2 separate regions of the Hordeum vulgare genome follow, and region 2 is linked to region 1. Evidence: chromatin contacts called from public Hi-C data. All regions are on one chromosome and are shown on one strand. The core of a region is the stretch at or near the end of the contact, and the rest is flanking DNA. Distances in the headings are between cores, read along the strand shown. Region 1 holds the start of LOC123449100 (J domain-containing protein spf31). Region 2 has its middle 15 kb from the start of LOC123446675.

Region 1 (4,618 bases), core at 526-3,025:
GACAACTTAAGATGCTCAAAAGGGTTTAACTTGAAGCAACCGAGTATCCTGACAGGATTAGAATGTGTTAGAAACGGAACGTAAAATCAAGAACACGGAAATAACCTGGATGCTTTTGTTTATTATTTATCAACTGAATAATACGCCTGTTTGATACATGTCATGTTGAACTTCTCATTTTTTAACATACAAGTCACTATAATTTCAAGGTGCATTCATAAGTTTCCTTGCAGCATAGATCTCCCTCAATAATTTATGTATAGTCTTCCAATAGAAAAGGAGTAATCTAGATGTGAAGGAGCTTTAAATAAGCTGAGATTATATAGGATGATTAAATTCAGCTACTATGGTCAGCTGCATACCTTCTACAGACTAAAATAACATCTAAAATCAGGAAAAGGACAAAAGGAGGAAGTACAACTAAAATAAAGCTGAAATGGCATTGGCAAATATTCAGTTTTGTGCTGTCAGAGATCTCACTGATCATCTATCGTGCGTCATTCCAAAAAAATAAAACATGTACGCAACTATCGTGTGTCATTCCAAAAAATAAAGCATGCTAGTTGCACAGTATGCCTCCCTAGTCAGTAGTCACCGACCATGTTTAACCGGCTTCGAAGCCAATAGCATAACAATCTGTCTGCCGGGGTCCATTGGACATCATAAGCTACACAGGAAGACATAGGTACCTTTGGTTGGTGCCAAAGAAGAAACCGTACGAATATTTTGGTTGTGGGTAAAACTTCCGTCCTTGTTTTGTTTGTATGGCTGTCAAATTTTTGGCATATGCCCATGCCACCTTGCCTATTCTGGTTCATTTTCCTTCCCAGCATTGGCCAAATCATGAACAAGCAAAACCTTGACCAAAATTGGTCTCAAACATAGCACAGCCCAAGGCACAAACATAGTGCAAGAGCTAGTCCTTCTTGAATCCAGACTTATCATCTCGGTTCAAGTAAATACTACCTCTGTAAAGAAATATAAGAGCGTTTAGATCACTACTGATCTAAACGCTCTTATATTTCTTTATGGAGGGAGTAGTACATCACAAGAGGTTCTATATATGCCAGTCATGGCATGGTGCGTGCAATATCAGAAAGGCTCTAGATGTCATTACCGTGCCGCGTGTGTACAACCTAACATATAAAATACTAAACTACAAGAAAGCAAAGAACTAGCATCTTAGAAGCAGCAAAGGATCATAGTATCTCTCATCACCACCAAAGTAGCAAAAGCGGAAATTTCCCCAAACAACCGATTTGCACAAGGGGGGGGCATCAAATTCCAGGTTACGTAGAGACCTATTTGATGAGACGACTCGTGGTTCGAGCACATGGAGTACACAACTGAGAACGAGTGAGCGAACCGGACGACTTCGACCTAGGGTTCGCGCGAACCCGAGCGGACCGCCCGGCGCCGACCCAAAATTCAGCAGCGAGCTGCGGCTACAACTACTGCGTCGCAGGATTGGCCACGAATTGCGCGAAACCGATGGCCCTACAGGGGATCTGAAGCTAGGTTGTGCCAGAAGGGAAATGATAACGCTCGGGGAGATGGGGGATTGGGAGGTGGGGAGCGAGGGGAACCTGAGGACTTCGTTGTCGCGCTCGGCCTCGCTGACCTCGGCCAAGAAACTCTTGAGGAGCTGGTCGTCGTCGGCCTCCGACGACCCCATGGGTGTGCGGGGAGGAGGAGAAGGGTGTCGCGGCTCGGGTGGGCTCCAGCTCTGGGAGCAAGACGAGAGCGCGTTGCGTCGGAGGCACGAGACACGAGCCGGCCGCGAGAGAGGGACAGGGAGAGAGAGAAGGGACGGTGCGGATTTGTTGGGCTCCCAAGGGCGCAGCCCACAGGGACGCTCGACTCCAATCCAGCCTGCGCGTTTCGGCTTTATGGGCCAGATCTCATCGGGTGCCGCCCGCCGTTTGCCAAAAAGAGGCTGGCACTGGGCTGGCCCAGTAACTACGTGCTACGCCATGCTGTCGTCAAGCTCACGAGATGTAAGTTTTTTCTTTCTCCCCCGCCCCCCCCCCCCCCCGGTTTTTTCTTCACAATTTTGTTTTCGTTTTTTGCTTTATTTTTTTTATTTATAAATCTTTATATTTACCTTATTTATACTATTTATATATATATATGTTATATCTTTACCTAATAATAATAGGGGCGACGACGGACAAATAGACGGCGGACGAGCCCTAGGGATCGGCCGACGGCAAACATTTCTCAATAAGTAATCAATTTTATATATGAAATGATAAAATAAGGGAAAAGGGATAGAATTTTGGTTTTAAAATAAAATCCATGTAACATTTATAAATAGTTAAATTCGGCTTTATTTTGTACTCTTATTAGATGGATAAATAATAGAACTACCTTATACAATTAAAAAAACTCTTATATTGTTGAAACAAAAGACAAACAACGTAGGCTAACAATATTTAACACTTTGATTTTAATCAGAACGGTTGATAATGGATGCAAATTGAAAAGGGTACGCACAATATTAACCATGTACAAAAAGTCTTATCATTCTTAAATATAAGTTTTTTAAGAGATTTTATTAGGAGTCTACATACGGAGCAAAATGAATAATCTACACTTTAAAATATGTCTGTATACATCCGTATATAGCCTATTAGTGAAATCTTCAGAAAGACTTATATTTAGGAACGGAGGAAGTAGTTGACATGTATAAAACCGAGTCCAGCATGGACACGCTCAAATTTATATCACGTAAACAAATGTGGGAAGGTCATATAGCACGTCAAGACCAAGTCCAGAATGGACTCGCCCAAATTCATATCACGTAAGGAAATATGGGCAGGTCAAGACCATGCACTCAAAAAGGAAAAACATGCACCCAAGCAAATTTATCATGATTCATCACTGAATAGGAATGTGCTTTGCACCGGCCATATGACACAAATGCTAAAATTAATCTTTAGCATCTAGCATCCCTGAAAAAACATCTTGACTCTTGAGTACCCATGATTTATTATCAGAGGGATAACGTAGGTGTTGCACCAGCGATGGTGTCGCGAGGATGATAGCTACCGGTCTTGCTGCTCCATGTTTTGGTAGTGCATCTTTCACACCAGCAGGATCCACCACAGCATATGCGATAAGCGAGATACTCAACATCTTATGACAGCATACCCTGCACAATCGTGAGGGCCACAAGTCTACCACATTTTTTTAGCCACCTGTGTTAATGAAGAAACGCGTAAGCAATACTTTTGAGGCATAAGCACTTGATCTTGGCTCTATCAAGTAGTCACTTATTATATTCCTCCACAAAAAAAAGTAGTCGTTTATATACTACCATCAAGACAAACTATGCAATAGGTTTATTAATATACATGGTTTGACATTATAGGAAAAAAATGTATAAAAAAGTAGAATGGGGACGAGGAAATTACACTTGAAAAGGAAAGCATGGCACCCAGAATCACTAGTAGAAAACAGGCTTTTCGTTTGACCCTTTAGTCCCGGTTTGATTTTGAACCGGGACTAATATGACCATTAGTTCCGGTTCCAACGGCTAGGAGCCGTCGGTGGGCACGGCCATCATTAGTCCCAGTTTTATTTGGACCTATATCCCGGTTTGTGACACAAACCAGGACTAAAGGGGTGGTGGCAGTGTTCCGTCAGGCTGGGCCCCCCACTAGCACCTTTAGTCCCGGTTTTTATCACCAACAGGGGCTATATGTGGACCTTTAGTCCCGGTTCATTATACAAACCGGGACTAAAGAGTTTCCTATATAAACCCCTTCGTCCAGCCCGAGCTCATTGCTCTGTTTTCTCCACTCTCTCCTCTGTTCTTCACCTTGCTCGAGCTCACCCTCCAATTTTCACCAAGATATGAGGCACCCTATCTCTCCAAGTGTTCACAAAGGTTAGCAACGTTGTTCTTTCATGTCTCATTGCTAGATCGGCTCGTGCAATGCTCTATAAGTATAGTGATTTGTGGGTTTTAGTTTGGGAGTAATTATGTGGGAGTTTATTTGATTTATATGCAACTTGGGCTCAGATTAACTTCTTAGTTTGTATGTGTAGGTATGGTTTACTTAGTGCCTTCCCGTCTTCGTCCTAACCACCGTCGATCGCCCGCACCGTCCCGTCGCCGACTCCACCTTGGTGATCCTCTTGTTCTTATCCTTTTTATTCCAAAAAAAATCTTATTTTTGTATGATTTATATAGTTTTCTTACGTGTATGATTTTGTTATACATAGTGTCATGGTCTTGATATCCGTCCCCATCGGCCCTCGTCCGGTTTATGATTTGGATGTGGTATATTCTCTTTTATAACTATTTGTTGCATGTCTTGTTTATATGACAATTATGCCCATCAAGTTGACATAGATATTTTTATCTAGGAGGTGTCTGAAGCGGAAATTGCATTCGACCCTCTTGTCGAGAAGTTAAATTTAGTTGAAAAAGAAAATGAGTATTTGAAAGAAAAATTGAAAAGAATTGAAGAAGAGAAGATGAAATTGGTGTTGTATGTTGCCGAAGTCTTCGGTAATCACAAGATTAAGATGGATGCAATGCGCTTGAAGATTAGAAGGATTAGAAATTATGCCCTTAATAAAGAGGCTTGGTTTCACTATGTTGTTGGAT
Region 2 (4,496 bases), core at 822-3,321, 740 kb after region 1:
GCTGGGTTTTTCAAAAAATGTTCTATATTTTGAAAAAACTGTTCAGTATTTTATAAATATGTTCTGGATTTTTCAGAAATTGTTCTTCAAATTCGAAAATGTTTGACAATTGCTCTGGATTTTAAAAATTGTTTTCAATTTAAAAATGTTTGACAAATGTTTTAGAAAACTTTGCACTTCCAAATTTGTTTACAATTTTTCAAAAAAATTCTCGTTTTAAAATTTGTTCTCAAGATTCGAAAAAGTTCATACTGTTTTTGTCCTTGCTTTCAAATTTGCTCTTTGTTTTTCAAAATGGTTAAAACTGTTCGCGCTTCCAAATTTCTTTGGGCTTTTTCAAAATTGTTCTCTGTTTCAAAATTTTGTTCTCAAGGTTCAAAAAATATTCGGGCTTTAAGAAATTGTTCGCGCTTCCAAATTGTCATGATTTTTCAAAATTGTTCTTGGTTTCAAATTTGGTTCTCAAAATTAGAAAAATGTTCATGCTTTAAAATGTTCTTGGTTTCTTTGCGGTTTCAAATTTGTTCGGGGTTTTTCAAAATTATTCTCTTTTTAAAATTTTGTTCTCAAGTTTCAAAAAATGTTTGAACTTCAAAAAATTGTTCGCGCTTCCAAATTTGTTCATGATTTTTCAAAAATTTTGAAATTTGAAATTTATTCTCAAAATTTTAAAAATGTTTGTGCATTAAAAATTGTTCGTGTTTTCAAAAAAAATTAGGGTTTTCAAAATTAATCTCCTTTTCAAAATTTTGTACATAGATTCAAAAAATATTCATTCTTTAAAAAAATTGGGCTTCCAAATTTGTTCACAACTTTTCAAAATTGTCCTTCAATTTTGAAAAATGCTTTTACTTCAAATACAAAAAGAAAAAGAAAAAATAAAGATAAAATGAACCACAAAAGGAAATAAACTGGAAAGGAATAAAATAACAGAAAAAAAGAAACAAAGCTCGGTCGGGCGAGTCGGGACTCCCCTCTGTGTGGCACAGGAGTTCCCGTCCCAAAGAATGCTAGGTAGGAGGGAAAACCCTATTCGCCTCTGTGTGAAGCGGTGTCAGGGCTTCACACAGAGCTGGAGCGGGATTGATCTCAAATGGGATGGACCATTTAGCGGGGTTGCAGCCCTGGTTTTGGGAACCATCTAGGTTCCCAGCCAGTTTTTTTTCCAATTTTGGGAACCATCTAGGTTCCTAACCGTTTTTTCCGGCTTTAGAAAACTTATAGACGGTTAATGAATCAGTTTTTTATTCTTTTCATTTCTTTTACTCTTTTATGTTTCTTTTGTGAACCGGTCCTTAAGATTCAAATTAGTTCTCCGTTTCAAAATTTATTCGCAAAAATATTCACCTTTCCAAATTTGTTTGTGCTTTAAAAAATTGTTAGCCTTCCAAATTTGTTCAGATTTTTCAAAATTGTTCTTGATTTCAAAATTTGTTCTCAAAATTCAAAAAAATCATGCTTTAAAAATTTGTTCGGGTTTTTCAAAATTGTTCTCCGTTTCAAATTTTGTTCTAAAGGTTCAAAAATGTTTGTGCTTTACAAAATTGTTAGCGCTTCCAAATTTATGCATGATTTTCAAACTTTGTTCTTAAATTTAAGAAAAATGCTTTAAAATTTCTTCGTGTTATCAAATTTGTTTGGGGTTTTTTCAAAATTATTCTATTTTTAAAAATTTTGTTCTCAAGATTGAAAAAATGTTCATGCTTTAAATAATTGTTCGCGCTTCCAAATTAGTTCACAATTTTTCAAAGTTGTTCCCGGTTTCATAATTTATTTATGAAATTTCAAAAATGTTCGTGTTGTAAAAAATTGTTCACCCTTCCAAATTTGTTCACAGTTCTTGAAAATTGTTCTTCAAATTGAAAAAATATTTTTGCTTCAAATAAAAAAACAAAAGGAAAAAGGAAAGATAAAATAAACCAAAAAAGGAAATAAACAGAAACGGAAAAAGTAACAAAAAAGTAAAAAGTAAAAGAAAAAAAGAAACAAAATTGGACCGGCCCAGACAGGGCGCCCGCCCTGTGCGTCACAGGAAGTCCCTGCCATAATGAGCGGTAGGTAGGAGCTCTTGGTTAATTATGTTATTGTACGCGGCGCACACCCTCCTCACCTCACCGATGTTGCGTTGGTCGGTCCAATAGGAGGTTTCCTTGGTAGTTTATTCGCCAGTTTTGGGAAACTTCCGGGCATGTTTGGGGAAGCTTCTACAAGCTTTCGATGGAGTTTTATCGTACTTTTTTGTTTGGTTTTTAACTCTTTTTTTTATTTTTCCTTCTTCTTCCTTTTATTTTTATATTTCATATTTTTATTTCTTTGGCTTTCTGGATGGTTTTTACTTGCTTTCTTCTTTGCCTTTTTTTTATCAAAATCTATGACCTTCTGATATTCGTAAACTTTTCTTTGAAATCATGTTTTTTTTTATTTGTGAACTATTTTCAAAATTGATAAACTTTCTGAGAATTCATGAACTGTTTTCAAATCCGTGATTTTCTTCTTCAAATTAGGTGAAATTTTCCCAAATTCATAAAAAATGAATTTTGTGATTCTTAATGTTAAACTTTGTTCGAATTTGTGAACTTTTTCATGAAACGTGATGATTTGTTTAAATCCGTGAACCTTTTTTCAAAGCTTGGTAGACTTGCTTGGAATTCATGAACTTTTTTCGAACTAGATGAAATTCTTTCAAATCCATGAACGTTTTCCTAAAAAATTGTGAACTATTTTTAAATTTGTGATTTTTTCAAAGAAAAAATTCATTTCCCATTCACTACTATGAAAAAGCAAACTTAAATTACCCTATACAACACCACATAGTACAAACAGGATAACGAGGCATGTCCGATCAAACTAACTTAATAGCATCCAACTGTCCAAAATAAATCAAACATCTGCCAATCAAATCAACGATTCAAATCTAATGTTATGTTGGCACAGCCCACACACGTCGTGCTAAACAACCCAAGGATGCTACCTCCAGAAAAAAAAAATATAATCATCATCTGATCTCGCTAAGTAGGTCAACGCCACCACCCGCCACGAACCGCCTCGCCCCATTGTCCTCGCCCCTGGTTTACGTGACGTCCTCGCCCCGGTGGATGTGCCGTCTCGAGGCACCCCGGCCCTTCCTAGAGAGTTGCCTTAGCTCTGGCCTACACTCCTCGCCCTATTGGCCGACGTCTCGAGGACACATCAATCCATCATCGTGTGTTGCCCTAGCTGTGGTGTCCACACGGTCCTAGCCATGGTGGCCTAACCGTCTCAAGGATAATAGGCGTACTTATAGCCTTGTCCCTGCGTAGATTACATCATTGCATTTTGCACACCTTATGATCAGAAAATAAAGGAAATTGTCACAATGACACTGTCGATTTGTGTAATCTGATAAATCATGGTCTACTATATAATTTGTTACCTATACAGGACACCATGTCACAACACGCCTGTTTTATTAAAGAATTAAGTAGACAAGCACATTAAGATTCCTGGTTAGTTATTTCTCGCCAAGTGGTTTATGCACCGCAACATTAGTGTGAATAAGACAAAAATAACAACATGTTTAATACCAATCCTTGTTTTTGAAAACACTATGACTATATGACACCATATAGAAGATGCATGTATTTCAGTCGATACAGATCTTGTTCAAACTGCCTGTCGACCATGGAGTTGCATAGAAAAATATAGTTTATGAGAACCCTTCAATAGCCAATTTAGATTGAAAAAACAAAGTAAAGTACTTTCCTACTATAGACCTCGAGGATTGGAAAATGCTCCTTGCAAAACTTTCATGGAAATAAATTCATTGAAAACAATAATCTTGACACAATAATATTGATATTTGTTTTTTTGTACATGACAAATTGAGTTCCTGACAAACCGAGTTGTTGATAAATTAAGTTACTAACAAACAGAATTGAAGAAGTGTTGTGTTGCATATGGCATCCTCTCAGCATATTGGGACACAGACTCCCTTTGAGGACCTAACGAACAACGGCAATTTAAATAAATAAATACTATATCACCAATTCTTACCTACTTGGACCTTGCACCTTGCAGTCTCTGAAGATTTTGTTCTGGTAGGTCAAAAAGAAGATCCAAAAAATGAAGAGATAAAGGGGAAGGAAGAGGTATGCACTAAACGGGATGGGATATTAAAAAGGAGACGTGAGGCAAGGGACCGTAAGAAAGCTACAACTCCTATTCTAAACGGAACACACACACCCGTGGCCATATCACCTGGTTTGTCTATTTTTTCTGTTCTTTATAATGCAGCAATCACAAGTATAATCATATTATGATCGATTCTTTCTGACAGATTATCACACTGCGGATAAGCCCACTTCATAATCTACTGTCACCTAGCTACGATACTCACCAGATGCAGAAGGCGATGTGTTTTCTAACCAAACAGAATAGCTTAATTTGTGTGTTAACAACTCACATTATAGAGACAATGGTGACGTAGGCATACCTGTTGATGTGATGACGTTCGACCA

What was found. A called contact is a pair of places that touch in the nucleus more often than the background predicts.
Region 2: a Hi-C map of leaf shows a contact between it and region 1, with 3 times the contacts expected there. The contact joins the enhancer-like site here to the promoter of LOC123449100 in region 1. A contact is called at or near these places in 3 of 6 Hi-C or Micro-C datasets (leaf and seedling).

The regions. Positions count from the first base shown.
Region 1 is chr4H:490,797,288-490,801,905 of MorexV3_pseudomolecules_assembly, forward strand. LOC123449100 (J domain-containing protein spf31) reads right to left here and starts at 1,776. Exons shown (of 9, transcript XM_045126187.1): 1 at 1,587-1,776; 2 at 1-48. The coding sequence starts at 1,675.
Region 2 is chr4H:491,533,085-491,537,580 of MorexV3_pseudomolecules_assembly, forward strand. No RefSeq gene overlaps it. Among protein-coding and RNA genes, the nearest start is that of LOC123446675, 15 kb to the right of the region's middle. Within about 2 kb of position 2,072, at least 3 of the 3 cell types and tissues checked have open chromatin away from gene starts, as enhancers often do. A contact at or near this core is called in leaf and seedling, where this site is marked.